Regions from separate parts of the Macaca mulatta genome. Here region 1 is linked to region 2. A link is a contact called in public Hi-C data. All regions are on one chromosome and are shown on one strand. The core of a region is the stretch at or near the end of the contact, and the rest is flanking DNA. Distances in the headings are between cores, read along the strand shown.

Region 1 (4,320 bases), core at 1,554-4,053, 270 kb before region 2:
ATATCAAATATTTATCCTGCCTTTCCTATATGACTACATCACTGGGTCATCATGTAGTAGATGAAGAAAAGGTGTTTTTCCTTTTTTTTTTTTTTTTTTTTTTTTTTGAGACAGAGTTTCACTCTTGTTGCCCAGGCTGGAGTGCAATGGTATGATTTCAGCTCACTGCAACCTCTGCCTCCCAGTGATTCTCCTGCCTCAGCCTCCTGAGTAGCTGGGATTACAGGTGTGTGCCACCACACCCAGCTAATTTTGTATTTTTAGTAGAGACAGGGTTTCACCATGCTAGCCAGGCTGGTCTTGAACTCCTGGCCTCAGGTGATCCACCCGCTTTGGCCTCCCAAAGTGCTAGGATTACAGGCGTGAGTCACTGCGCCCGGCCCAAAAAGTTTGTTTTTATAAAAGTAGCCCAGGTAATTGATTGTAATACCTAAAGAATTAAGGGATCTAGAAACAGATCATCATTCGTTACTAACATCAAAAGAGAAAATCGGACACTATGTACCTCCTAAAGAAAGAACACAAGAACACCTATGAAGAAATCTTGCCAGCATCTAAATTGAATGAAGTTTTTAGCTCTAACAATCAATGTACAGGTGATACAGGGAAGAAAGCAACATGTTCAGTCATGCCACTTGCATTACAATCAGCAAAATCCAGGCTGTGGGAAACTCTATAGGACAGGTGACCAGGCTTCTTCAATAAAAAATTGCACAGAGAGAAATATTGTTTTAAAGAGACATATCAACAAATTGCAGCATATTTGAATCCTGATTTAAATAACTGAAATTATTTTAAACTTTTATAAGTAAGGAAATGTAAACAATAACTGGACATTTAGTGATATGAAGTTTTAACTTTGGGCCACTTACATAAGAAGAATCCCAGCCTGGTATGGTGGCTTATACCTGTAATTCCAGCACTTTGGGAGGCTGAGGCAGGACAGCTTGAGGCCAGGAGCTGGAGGTTGCAGTGAGTAATGACTGTGCCACTAGCCTTAGTGACAGAGTCAGACCCACCTCAAAAAAAAAAAAAAAATTCCCTACTTTTTAGAAATGTATACTGAAATATTTATGGATGTTATGATATGTCTGAGATTTGCTTCAGGACAGAGATGTGGGGGGATATATGTAGATGAAAGATGATTGACCATGAGCTGATAATTGTTAAAGCTTTTAAGTGCTGTTGAATACACAGGGTTCATGTACAATTCTCTTTGCTTTTGTGTGTGTATGAAATTACATGATAAAAAAGCATCTTTGTTTGTTTGCCTTAAGAGTAAAAGTACTAACCAGCTCACTGGAAACTCCATGGGAGGGCTCATAGAGACTGGTGGGCTTCTCCTAGGGTGCTGGGTGAGGAGCCTTTTTCACTGGGAGACCCTCTATGTCATATTCTAAAAGTCTGGTCTCTGGAGTCATTGAGTTTTTCCAGCAAAGACTCCCTCAGTCTCCTGCCTGGAAGTGGGGCTGGGGGAGCAGGGGGTGGGAGGAGGAAGTAGACTTTCGTTTGATCACACACCATCAGTGCCCTTTAGGAGTCCCTAAATATAGGGCGTTTCCAGTTGAATGTTTGGAGAAAGGGTCTTGGTTTCCTTTCTTGGAGGGAGGGAGAAGATGGAAGAAGGGATTGCTGTTTGGGATGGGATAGGAGACCTGGGTCCCAACCCTTTAATTTAGAGAATTTCAATCAATCATCCCTTTTATCCTTGTACCTCATCTTCACATCACACAATATGGGACACCCAATTTTGGGGCCCTTCTGAGGAGTCAGCTGCCTGTCCACTGCATCCCCTCTGCAAGCCAATCTGCTCTATCTACTTTTCTTTCCTCCTTTTCTTCCTTTTCTCTCTCTCTTTCTCTTTCTTTCTTTCTTTCTTTCCTTCCTTCTTTCTTCTTTCTTTCTTTCTCTCTTTCTCTCTTTCTTCTTTCTTTCTTTCCCCTCCCTCCCTCCCTCCCTTCCTTCCTTCCTTCTTTCTTTTTGACAGCGTCTCACTTTGTTGCCCAGGCTGGGGTGCAGTGGTGCCATCCCTGCTCACTGCAACCTCCACCTCTCGGGTTCAAGTGATTCCTGAGTAGCCTCAGCCTCCCAAGTAGCTGGGATTACAGGTACCCACCACCATGCCCAGCTAATTTTGTAGAGATGGGGCTTCACCATGTTGGCCAGGCTGGTCTTGAACTACTAACCTCAGGTGATCCGCCCGCCTCGGGCTCCCGGAGTGCTGGGATTACAGGCGTGAGCCACTGTGCCCAGCCTCTGACCACTTTCCATTGCCCCAGAATGCATAATCTCCTCTTCACTGACATCTTTTTCATTCTCTCTGTTGTTGTGAATGTGCACCCTTTAAAATTTCTCACTCTTTTTAGTGGAGTTTTGTGAAGGGGTGGAGAGAGATGTGTCTGATCAATCTGGAACACAGAGTGCTTTAAACAAGGGCTGTCCCAGAAATTCCAGAATGATCTCTAGTAACAGTAGCTCTGTGGTTTTCATGCTGTGAGAGGAAGCAGGCGACACTCAGAGACGTGGATCATCTCCCTGTAAACTCAGCAACTCCCACGGACACTTGGGGGCCAGGGACAATGGCTGAGTGTCTATGCATTTTTGGAGCATTAAGTCCACTGCTCAGTGGAGTTTAAACTTCAAACCACTCCAGGGCTGCCAGATTTGAGCTTGGAGGACGTGGAGATAAACTGGAAGAGAGCTCAGGCACTGCGCTCCATGTCTGCCCAGGCCCGAACAAAGCCCCGTTGTGCGTCCTGACGCATATGTGCAGAACAGTCCTCGTTTCTGCCTCGCAGGATATCTGGCAAACCAAGATCATAAATCTGTTGCAATTAGGCCTCCAGCCAGGTCGTCCCATGGAACTGTTCTGGCAAAGGTCGCTCACGAGCTCCTAATTGCCAACTCCAAGACAGCTCATCATGCTGGTCCTCTCAGCAGCCCGGGGACGCTGTCGATCACTGGCCTCCTTTTCTTTCCCGGTACCAGTTCATTAAGTTAGACTGATAAATAACCATACAGGTGAGCTGATTTGATTTCCCCCTACTCCTCCATCCCCAACACACACACTGCCCCATCTGCTCCTAGCTGCACCTCTTCCCTACTTCAGAGCTTGGAGGATTGGGAAGGAGCTGGGCATTCAATTTTCTTTAAGGAAGAGAGGTTTACATAAATTGTTTAATAGGGGTTAGGTACTTAGAAGTCCCTTAATGGATACTGGTTTGCAAAAACTGTTTACATTTAGATTTTTCTTTACGGAATGTTAATTATTTAAACTATCAATAAAGCACTGAGTTTTAAGTTTGCTTAAATCATGCCCTGGGGCCAAGTGGGAGAATCAGTTGGCTCTTTAATGGGGAGTTTTAACCCAAGTGTAGCCCCAGGCCACAGGGAGAGTAGAGGAAGCTGGGCTGGGGAACCCTGGCCTAGCCGCCCCTGTCAGCGAAGTGGTGCAGATCATTTTCAGCACTTGGTTGCTGGTGACAGCAGACACTGAGAACTGAAAGCTTATAACCAGGGACCCAAAGCCCCCGGAGAAGGCACTGGCAGGACAACCCCTGAAGTCAGACTTTGAGAGTTACAAGTTGGGGCTTCCTCACCAGACAACAGACAGGAGGACCGGGCACTGAAGACCAGAGGCCAAGGTCTGCTCCAGGGGACGCTGGACGGCCCGCCCCAACCTCTTGCTTGTTCTCTCCCCTCTGTGGACAGATGGCACACACCAGGGTGGGAATGTGGACATAAAATGTATTTATTTCCTTAGTTCTGTCACAGTGAATCCAGCCTGAAATACTGAGGTCAGGCCCCTCAGAGACACGCTGGGAAAGGTGGTCAAGCCAGTTCCTGGCACTTTGGGGGCTTGTCTGTAGGGCCCTTCAGGGAATGCCCTTGGAGCTGAGACCCTGCTCCAAGCCTGAGCTATGGGCTGCCATAAGATACCTGCCCCAGGCTGACACCAGGGTCAACACTGACCTGGATGAACCAAACCCCAGAATTCAGTCATCAGGCGCAGAGTCTTAACAGCCTTGCTTTTATTTCTGTGTATCTATTTCTCTTCCTCCCTTCAGCCACATTACACTCCCAGAAGGCCTTCATCTGCACACCACAGGAACCAAATAAAAAGCCAGCTGCCTGGAGCTCAGGGTGGGACCCCTGGGTCCACTTCCTCCCGCCCACTTTGAACCTCCTCTGCACTGGCTTCCCCCAGGCCCCGACCTGCTGGGTTTGGCATCTTGGCTTACTTTCCTGCCAATTGGAAACTAGGCTCTGGACTGGCTGCCTGTGACTGAGCTGACAGGCCACAAGATGCTGCTTCTGGGG
Region 2 (4,071 bases), core at 1,467-3,966:
TGCCTGAAAACACTTGTTTCATAGATTTGGTCCAGTTTTCTATTACTGTAGTGGGAGGTCTAGTCTAGTATCACTTATTCATTCATGGCTGGATTGCCCTTAACCTTTGGAAAAACATAAACTTTCTATTCAATAGTAAAATACATACTGAAAAATTGGATAAGTATAGTGTACAGCTTGATGAATTTTCTTTTTTTCTTTTTTTTTGAGACAGGGTCTCACTTCGTTGCCCAGGTGGAGTGCAGTGGCACAAACATGGCTCACTGCAATTTCAACCTCCAGGACTCAAGCAATCCACCCACCTCAGCCCCCCAAGTAGCTGGGACTACAGGTGTGCACCACCACGCCTGGCTAATTTTTGTATTTCGTTTTTTTCAGAGAGGGTTTGGCCATGTTGCCCAGGCTGGTCTTGAACTCCTGAGCTCAAGCAATCTGCCTGCCTCGGCCTCCTCAGCCTCCCAAAGTGCTGTGCTGGGATTACAGGTGTGAGCCATCATATCTAGTCCAGTGAATTTTCATTAATTGAAAACACCATGTAATCAACACCTGGATCAATAAGAACATTACTAGAACTCCAGTAATCCCTTATTGCTCCTTTCTAATTATTAACACTAATAATTGTAACTAATTGGTTACCTAAGGGTAACCAATATTTTACTTCTATTACCTTATATGAGTTCTTATTTTGAACATTATGTAAATGGAGTAATATAGTAATCATTTTTTGTGTCTGACTTATTTCACTCAATTTTTGTGATTGTAAAATTCATGCATGCTTTGCATATAGTTGTAGATTATTGTCCTTCCTATATAGTATTCTATTATGTGAATTTTTTTTTTTTTTTTTTTTTTTTGAGATGGAGTCTTGCTCTGTTGCCTAGGCTGGAGTTCAGTGGTGTGATCTTGGCTCACTGCAACCTCTGCCTCCCAGTTTAAGCAATTCTCCTACCTCAGCCTCCCAAGTAGGTGGGATTACAGATGCCCACCACCACGCCTGGCTAATTGTTTTGTATTTTAGTTGAGACAGGGATTCACCATGTTGACTAGGCTGGTCTCGAACTCCTGACCTCAAGTGATCCACCCCCCTCGACCTCCCACAGTGCTGGGATTACAGGCATGAGCCATAGCGCCAGATGAGAATATTCTAAAATTTATTCATTTCATGAACATTCTTATACATATGTTTTCCGGTGAATATATGAATACATTTATGTTGAGTATATATCTAGGACCAAATCTATGTTAGTTCAGGCCTTTCTTCTGAACTTTAGACCTACATATCCAAATCTACTTGACATCTCTATTTATAGACATTTCAAATTTAACATATTCCAAGCCATTTGCTCCTCCTCCTGTGTTCTGTGAATCAGTAAATGGCTTCTTAATCCATCTAGTTACTTAAGGAGTCATCCTTAATATTCCTCTTTCTTGACCCTTCCCGGCAAACCAATCTGTTATTAAGTCCCTTGGATACCATCTCTAATTTATACATATCTTGAAATTATCTACCTCTTTCTGTCTCTAACTCCCATTATACTAGTTCAAGCCATCATTTCTGGCTTTGCCTGATGCAACTGCCTCCAAATGGCCTTCCAGCAGCCTTTCTTGCCCTCTTCCGAACTATTCTCCACAAACAGCCTGAGTGATTCTTAAATATGCAAATAGGATCCTACTTAATAGTCTTTATTAGTTGCCCATTGACCTTGGGCTGAGATGAGACAAGGGCCAGACCATGCTGGCTCTTATTGGCCACATTACAGATTTCAGGCTGTATTTTGGAAGTTTCTCCTTGCTCCCTACACTCCATCCACACTGACTTCCTTTTACTTCCTAGAGCACAAGAAGTTCTTTCATGCCCCAACAACCTCACACATAATAGTTCCTTGACGGGGAACATTCTCTAAGGTTCTTTAATATGCCTGCAGCTTAAAAGGCACTTATTCAGAAGTCTCTTTCCTGACAGTCCAAAATTAATTCATCATTGCACCCACTAATTTTCCCTCCCAGTACTGATCACAATTTATAATTCTGTAACTATTTATGCTTTCATATCTTTTGCTCCAATTACGTCTTAAATTCCATCAAGTGTTATGTCCACTCCTGTAACCCCGCGTTTAACACGGTGCTTGGCACATGGTAAACAGCCAGTAAATGCCTGTTTAATAACGCATGACCGATGCGAAAGCTGGAAGGGGTCAAGGGGTCGGCATCTGGCACTTCTCTGCCATAGTTTGTTTCCTTCTTGTGTGTGGGTATAGACGGGGCCAGGTCCTCTCCTTGCTCACCCACAGGGGGCTTTTCTCCCTGTCCCCTTTATAAGTGTCTGCTGTAGGGGCCGCGTGTGAAAGACAAAATGCCTGCAGATACAGGGCGGCGAGCGGAGGGGATTGGCCCTATTTCTAAAGTCAACGTAGTTCTGTCATCAGAGGACTGTACTTTTCTGGCGCAGGTGCGAGAGACGCTGCCAATCTCTCCTGGAGCGGGTGGGACTAAGGCGGGTCCTGGGATCGGGCGGGTTGTTGTGTCCTTCCTGCAGAATCCGATTGGCCTGGGCGAGCCGAGGGAACGGGGGCGTGGTTTGATTCCGCGGGCGCGAGCCACGTTGGACGCGGCGCAGCCCCGCCGAAAGGCCCCTCCCAGGCCCCACAATGCACTGCGGGGTGCGTCACTCGGAGCGGCGGGTCCCGTCTCGACAGGTACTACCCGGCCCCTCCCAGTCCTCTTCTTCCCTTCTTAGGGGTCGTTCGAACCCCTGCCGGCCTCTCCCCTCCCTCTCCCTGCCTCCCGCGACAGCCTCGGTCTTCGCCCTCGGGACTGAAGACCTACCCGACGGGCAGGAGCCAAGTCCGTGCCTTTGGGGTGGGAGCCGGGGCCGCGGAGCTCTGGAGGGACGGGCAAGCAGGGACCCCGTCCACTTCGACTTGAGGTTTCTCTGGGGCCACGCGGGCGGCCGTTGCGCCTCGTCTGAGCCGCCTGGGGTATTGGGCAGCCAGGGAAGGAGTGTCTAAAGGGGAGGGACAGTCGCACTTGGCTGTCAGTAGGTTGGTAGGGATTCCCTGGCGCCCAGTTGTCAGAAACACGGTGATCTACCTGTGTAGGTGGCCCGCGGGAGCTTGAGGTGGTATTTCCTATTTCTGTTAGGCAGAATGGGACTTGAACCAGTGTCTTACTTTACGTCTTGCGGGGATGGAGTGAGCACTGAACCCAGATATTTGCCCGTGTTGGCTCACGGAAACCTCTTGAGACCCTGCCTCAAGAGTCACTTTGGGAACGATGTGGCAGAAGGGAGACCTGAGCAATTGGCTCAACAAGTGGAGGAGGCTTCCGAAAGAAAAGGACAAGCCCCAGCTGTCCTGAATCTCTCTGCCAGTGAAGACAGCTTAAGATAATTTTTCTCCTGCTGCTTAGTTTCCTGGGTCATCCACCTGGGGCAGGGGGCTAGCTTGAGAACCAGTCCCTCCTGGGCCTATTCAGCCAAGGCAAAGCCTAGCCCAGAGCAAAAATGTCAGCCACCAGACTGGAGATGTTGGGAACTTCAGTCAGGGGAACAGCCACTTTTCAAACTCTGAATCACTTTTCATGTTATTGATATTTGCTTACATGCTAAGATCGGAAGGAATCAGGCGGTGCCTTAAACGGTACCTACAATTTCTGGCATATTAAGGTTCCTTCAGTATTTGATTCTGACACCTGTGACCGTATCCTAAAGTAATGGGACATTCGGGTATTTCCTATGTTGAAAACCATCACATCTGTTTAGTGCCTTTTTGTGTGTGTGTGCGTGCAACTGGTTAAAATCGAAGTATATCTTATGTTGGTCTATGAAAGAGGCCCAGGTATCACAGGGGTGCCTGTGACCTTCCTTGAGTGTCTCACAGAGTTGTTAGAGTTGGGTCTGAGTTTAAATCCCTACTTTGTCACGTACTAGTTTAGGGATTAAAAAAATTCCTTAAGCTTTCTGGGCTTGAATTTCCTCAAAGGTAAAATGGAACTAATAATACCTACTTCACAGGTTTTTGGAAGGCTTAAATGAGGTAATGTGTATAAAGTGCGTGGTCCATGGAGAGTAAT

Evidence for each region. Hi-C and Micro-C count contacts between places; a contact is called where the count stands out from the background.
Region 1: a contact with region 2 is called in a Hi-C map of fetal cortex germinal zone, with 1.7 times the contacts expected there. The contact joins the enhancer-like site here to the promoter of SEC22A in region 2. A contact is called at or near these places in 2 of 14 Hi-C or Micro-C datasets (fetal cortex germinal zone and liver).

Annotation. Positions count from the first base shown.
Region 1 is chr2:160,839,829-160,844,148 of T2T-MMU8v2.0, reverse strand. All of the region lies in intron 4 of SEMA5B (semaphorin 5B), which reads right to left. Among named protein-coding and RNA genes, the nearest start is that of SEMA5B, 93 kb to the right of the region's middle. Within about 2 kb of position 2,803, at least 4 of the 40 cell types and tissues checked have an H3K27ac peak or open chromatin away from gene starts, as enhancers often do. A contact at or near this core is called in fetal cortex germinal zone, where this site is marked.
Region 2 is chr2:160,565,430-160,569,500 of T2T-MMU8v2.0, reverse strand. SEC22A (SEC22 homolog A, vesicle trafficking protein) reads left to right here and starts at 2,716. Exons shown (of 8, transcript NM_001194575.3): 1 at 2,716-2,844.